2 separate regions of the Sus scrofa genome follow, and region 2 is linked to region 1. A link is a contact called in public Hi-C data. All regions are on one chromosome and are shown on one strand. The core of a region is the stretch at or near the end of the contact, and the rest is flanking DNA. Distances in the headings are between cores, read along the strand shown.

Region 1 (2,700 bases), core at 143-2,642:
GAAGTTAGCATCTGGTGAGAGAGTGAGTTCTGGGTTAGAAACACAGACCTAGGAGTTCCCGCTGTGGCACGGTGGGCTAAGAACCCAACTGCAGCGGCTCGGGTTGCTGCAAAGGCATGGGTTCGATCCTCGGCCTGGCTCAGTGGATTAAAGGATCCATCGGCATTGCCACAGCTGTGGTTCAGATTCAAACCCTGACCTGGGACCCTCCACATGCCACAGGTGCAGCCATTAAAAAAAAAAAAAGAGAGAGAGAAAAAAGCAGAGTTAACAGACATCACTTCAGAGCCAACTGAAGCCCTGCGAGAAGGTGAGGTCTCCATGCAGAGTGCAAGGCAGTGAAGTGGGCCAAGGGCAGAGCCCAAAGAACTTGAACATTTAAGCCTGAACAAATGATGGGGGAGCGGGGGCCGGGAGAGGGGAGAGCAGACGCAAGACCAAGAAGGGGAGTAGAGAAGCCAGGGGACAACCGTGCCTCCCAAAGGGCAGGAGCCACAGCCACCAGGACCCAGGGATGGCGGGGTGATGAGAACATCCCGAGGATGGCGGGGTGATACTGGGGGGATTCTCCAACGTGGGGGAGCCGGGTGGGGGTGTCAGCAGAGGGAGCCAGAGGCGGCGGAGGGCGGGGAGGCGATCTGGGAAGCGCAGACCAAAGGCTGCTGGAGGAGCCTGCAGAAAGCAGGAGTTTGAACCCGTGCAGGGGAAGGAGGACCCATGGGTCTGAGACGGGAGCCCTGGAACTGGCGGGCAGAGGCGGTGAGCCCTGCCGAGTGACAGGAGCCAACGAGGAAGAGATGCTCCTTCAAGAAGCTTAGCCGTGTGGTGGGAAACCCTCCAGGAAGGAGCATCTGGAGACACAGCAGCATCTCACATGCAGTGAGAGAGGACCGGGGAGGCGTTCGTCTGGTTTGCTTTGCTTTTGCTACAAAGGCCTCCGGGATGGAGAAGACACTGGGAGACTCTGCCAGCACCGTCGACCTGACCCTGGCTGCCAGATGCTAGGAAAGTTCTCCCAACATCGAAGGGGCAGGAGCAAGGGGACCACGTGCAGAAAAGGCTTGAAAACAAACTTGAACAAACACACAGGCACCAGCAAGAACAGCTGTGTGTGCGCGGTCCCGGGCCAGCATCCCAGCAAGTGGCCCAGATTCCGAAACGCCGCTGAGTGAGGCGACTGGTAACATACAAGCCGCCCCTGAAAGCCAGGGCATCACTCCCAAGGGACGGAGGGCATGGCCTCAAGGGAAAGCCTGATGAACCCTGAGCCATGCCTTCGGGACTGGTCACACACGGGGCCAGCCCGGCAGCACCCCCCCCGCCACCGGCCAGCTGGCAGGTGTGACAGACACGGCCCTCAGTTCTGGCAAGGCCGCCGCAGACCGGCCCAGGGTCCGCAGGGGCCCTAAAGAATCCTCTGTATCTTAAAAAGATACAAGGGTCATTCTGCAAAGGCCAGCCAGGGAGAGTCTCTGAAGAAATCCTACAAGCTGGGAAATGATTACCAGAGCAGAGCACTTCCAGAAAGGAAGCTCTCAAGACATTTTGGAACTAGCCTCCCAGGAGCGAGTTACCCGCTGTCCTTAAGCCTCGGCGTGTTTGCCAGCCCGTCTGTCTCCCCTCCAGCACTGTCCCTGCGTCATGTGAACCACAGTCTCATGGGTCTGACTCTTCTGTGCATCTTACTAGTGATTGTTACGCTTCCCTCTCCTCTTCAGTTAATTTTACTTTTTACAGTGTTTTTGGAGGCTTTGACTTTTCTTTCTACAGAGACGGCTGCAAAGCCATGTGCTCTAAATCAGCAAACTCCCAACTGGAGACCACAAATCCCTGGCGGTGGGGGGCGGGGCGGGGTGATAAAGATTTTTCTGGAGCAGGGACGAGCATGGATGGTTGGTTTCGAAAAGTAGATCACACTTCCAGAACCTCAGCTTCCAAATAAATTCTTTCCTCAACCCAACGAGCCTGAAATTATGCTGATTCTTCTTTCCTCCTTCTGCTCCTGAGTCTTAAAGCACATTGATGGGAGTGGGGGCGGGGGTGCATGTAGAAGCATCTGGGGTTCCAAATAAAAGACAGTAATTCAAGAATGCATTCCTGAGGGAGAGCCCTGCAGAGAAAAGTACAGAAAACTTCTCTTCAAAACAAAGAGAAATGATATAATAAGGGCGGGGGGTCTTCTTTCCACCAGGTGACAAAGGCACGGCAAGGCCCTTGCCTTTCTGATCTTTAGAGTTTAAATTCAGAAGTCAGGGAGCTGTTTGAAGATACACGTTGACATGTGTACTGAAACGGAAAAAATACAGGACCTCTATCCAGAGAAAACCAGGACTCGAGAAGACACACGGACTCCAATGTTCACTGCAGCACAATGTACAACAGTCAAGACATGGAAACAACCTGTCCATCGACAGATGTGGTCATCTACACAAAGGAAGATGACTCAGCCATCAAAATGAAACAAAGAACGGCATTTGCCACAACATGGATGGACCTAGAAATGACCCTGCTAAGTGCAATCGGTCAGACAGTGAGACACCAGCATCAAAGGCTGTCACTGACACGGGGAATCTAAAGAAAGGACACAATGAACTTCTTTGCAGAACAGATACGGACTCCCAGACTTTGAAAAACTTACAGTCTCCCAAGGAGACAGGGTGGGGGGTGGGGGATGCGCTGGGGGTTGGGGATATGGAAAGG
Region 2 (2,700 bases), core at 190-2,689, 170 kb before region 1:
GTGCCGCACCGTGGCATATGGAGTTTCCCAGGCTAGAGGTCCAATAGGAGCTGTTGCTGCTGCCCTACGCCAGAGCCACAGCAACACGGGATCTGAGCCTCGTCTGCGACCTCTGTGACTGCTCACAGCAATGCTGGGTCCTTAACCCACTGCTCGAGGCCAGGGACTGAACCCGCCACCTCATGGTTTCTAGTCAGATTCGTTTCCTCTGAGCCATGACAGGAACTCCTATCAGCATTTTAAATGTACATACTTGTATTTGTATATGAAGACATGTATACAAAGCTCTTTGTTGGAGTTTCTCCTATATGAGTAAACTGCTGGAAACATAAGTATCTATCCGTATGGACCTGGTTAAAGAAATCATTATGTATTCTAACAAGAATACTACACAGCCACGAAAAAGGGTGACACAGTACTATTTATGACCAAATGGAATGATCTCCAAAACACATTGCTATATGAAAATGTATTTTAAAAGGAGGAAATGCACACACACACGTGGGCTTGAATATGCCAGGAGTTTACACTAGTGGCTGGTAATAGTGGCTGGCTTGGAGGTAGGGACTGGGGAGATAAGCATCTACCGTGGGAGAGATACTTACTCTTTCTATGCATTGTAGTGCCTGAATTTTAATTGGTAAAATGTATTTAATTTTTTATAAGCTATGTGTTTTGTGTGTTTTTTTAAGGGCCACAGGTGTGGCCTATGGAAGTCCGGGCTAGGTGTCCCATCGGAGCTGCAGCTGCCAGCCTACACCACAGCCACAGAAACTCTGGGTCCAACTGACACTGCAGCTCATGGCAATGCCGGATCCTTAACCCACTGAGCCGGGCCAGGGATCAAACTCGCATCCTCACGGATACTAGTTGGGTTCCTTTCCGCCAAGTCACAATGGGAAGTCCAATGAGCTAATTTTTAAAAAGGAATTTTTTAAATGGCCTGTGCAATATGAGAAAAAGACATTGAAGGGTATTTACATTCAGTGACGTCTGCCTAAATGAACGGGCTGATGCAAAAGGAACAGATTTTTCTTTTTCCCCATCCGCTCCCCTAAGAACAAGGGGACATCTAATGGCATGAAGGACTGGTCCATGAATAAGTCAAAGGACAAAGCTTTTCCCACCGCGTGTGGCCAGGCTAAGGAATTCACCGCCACAGGCAGTCATAGAGTCAAACACTGTGGCCGGATTTTTTGGGGGGTGGGGGCGCGGCGGGGGAAGTCTGGTCACTTCTGTGCAGTCATAACACTTGTAGTTATGCAAGAAAAGATAAGGGCAATCACTCCTGGTGGAGCAGGATGTAAGCTGATCGGTGCAAAGGAAGGAATTTCTCCCCAACCCTCCCTTCTTTTTTTGGCTTCTTCCAATGCCTCAGAATAAACATGACACAATTGGCGAGGTCCACTTTAAAGAATCGACAGTGCTTCCTCTGAATCATGAGGATTAGCCACTGCCAAGGGAAGGGCTCCAGACCTGCCTGGGCAGCAAAGCTCATCACTCTTTTTTTTTTTGCACCCAGAGTGAGGGCCCCTGTCGTTCAAAATTAAGCCAACCCTCTGCGACTGCGCCGTTCCAGCCATTCCCAGGACAGAACAGGCTCCAAGGGAATTACTGGGCTTCAGCCCCCCTCCAGGGGAGCTGGCAGTCTCGTGGAACCAGCAAACCCCAGATGATTGTGGGAAGGACTGAATAGATAGGAAATAATTCATGCTTTTTTTCTCTTTCTCTTTCCTTCTTTGGCTCCAACTGGTAATGAATCCCTCCACGGGGGGGGGGGGGGGCAGAAGACATAAACTACCACTGACCACTCTCATTTAGCCCCAGCTCCCAATCTGACATCTTGTGGGTCTCCTTTAGCCATGCAACTCAAGAAATACTGCACCCATGTACCTCTGTCTTGTATTTTAAGATCAAGAGGAGCGTGGAGCGGGTTGATTTGGATGTGAGCAAGCAAAGGCGGTGGAATATAGAGAACTGTGTCCAGGTGAGCAAGGCGAGATGCATTTAACAAAATCCACTGCAGCGAGTTCCCGGCGTGACTCAGCGGGAAGAATCTGACTGGCATCCATGGGGATGAAGGTTTGATCCATGGCCTCGCTCCATGGGTTAAAGATCCGGTGTTGCCATGAGCTGTGGTGTAGGTTGCAGTCGAGGCTCGGATCCTGCCTTGTTGTGGCTGTGGTGTAGGCCAGCAGCCACAGCTCCGATTCAACCCCTAGCCTGGGAACCGTGATGTGCCTTGGGTGCAGCCCTAAATCACACACACACACAAAAGAAGAATGAAAGAAAGACAGAAAAAAATCCACTGCAGAAGGACTCTATTCTGTCCCTCTGTGTGATCGGGTCAAGGGCAAACCTTTAGGCGTCCAGTCGCAAGAATAAAGGACTCTCTTGTTGTGAAGCGTCTCTGCCCTGTTGTGGGCTCCAGCAGCAGGCAGACGGGATTTGTTCAATGTGCAGGAATGAATGTGCTTCCCTTTGCCAGCACTTTGCTTTGCAGAGCCTCTGCTGTCAGCCTGCAGCTGGATGATGTCTACACAGGCAGTGATCCCAGCCCGTCTGGTGGCTGAATACAGAGGCACGACATCTTGTGTGTCCTACAGACAAGACTCAAAACAGATGGTCCGCCCAACACCCAAAGCCAAGAGCAGCCTTGTTTCTGTCATTATCGTGTGGCTTAATTACATGCTAGAAAGT

Evidence for each region. Hi-C and Micro-C count contacts between places; a contact is called where the count stands out from the background.
Region 2: a Hi-C map of heart right ventricle shows a contact between it and region 1, with 6 times the contacts expected there. The contact joins two enhancer-like sites. A contact is called at or near these places in 1 of 47 Hi-C or Micro-C datasets (heart right ventricle) and 1 of 2 datasets of contacts at active chromatin or transcription factors (skeletal muscle).

The regions. Positions count from the first base shown.
Region 1 is chr7:5,124,608-5,127,307 of Sscrofa11.1, reverse strand. All of the region lies in intron 1 of BMP6 (bone morphogenetic protein 6), which reads right to left. Among named protein-coding and RNA genes, the nearest start is that of BMP6, 67 kb to the right of the region's middle. Within about 2 kb of position 1,392, at least 6 of the 83 cell types and tissues checked have an H3K27ac peak or open chromatin away from gene starts, as enhancers often do.
Region 2 is chr7:5,295,135-5,297,834 of Sscrofa11.1, reverse strand. No RefSeq gene overlaps it. Among named protein-coding and RNA genes, the nearest start is that of TXNDC5, 60 kb to the right of the region's middle. Within about 2 kb of position 1,439, at least 15 of the 83 cell types and tissues checked have an H3K27ac peak or open chromatin away from gene starts, as enhancers often do.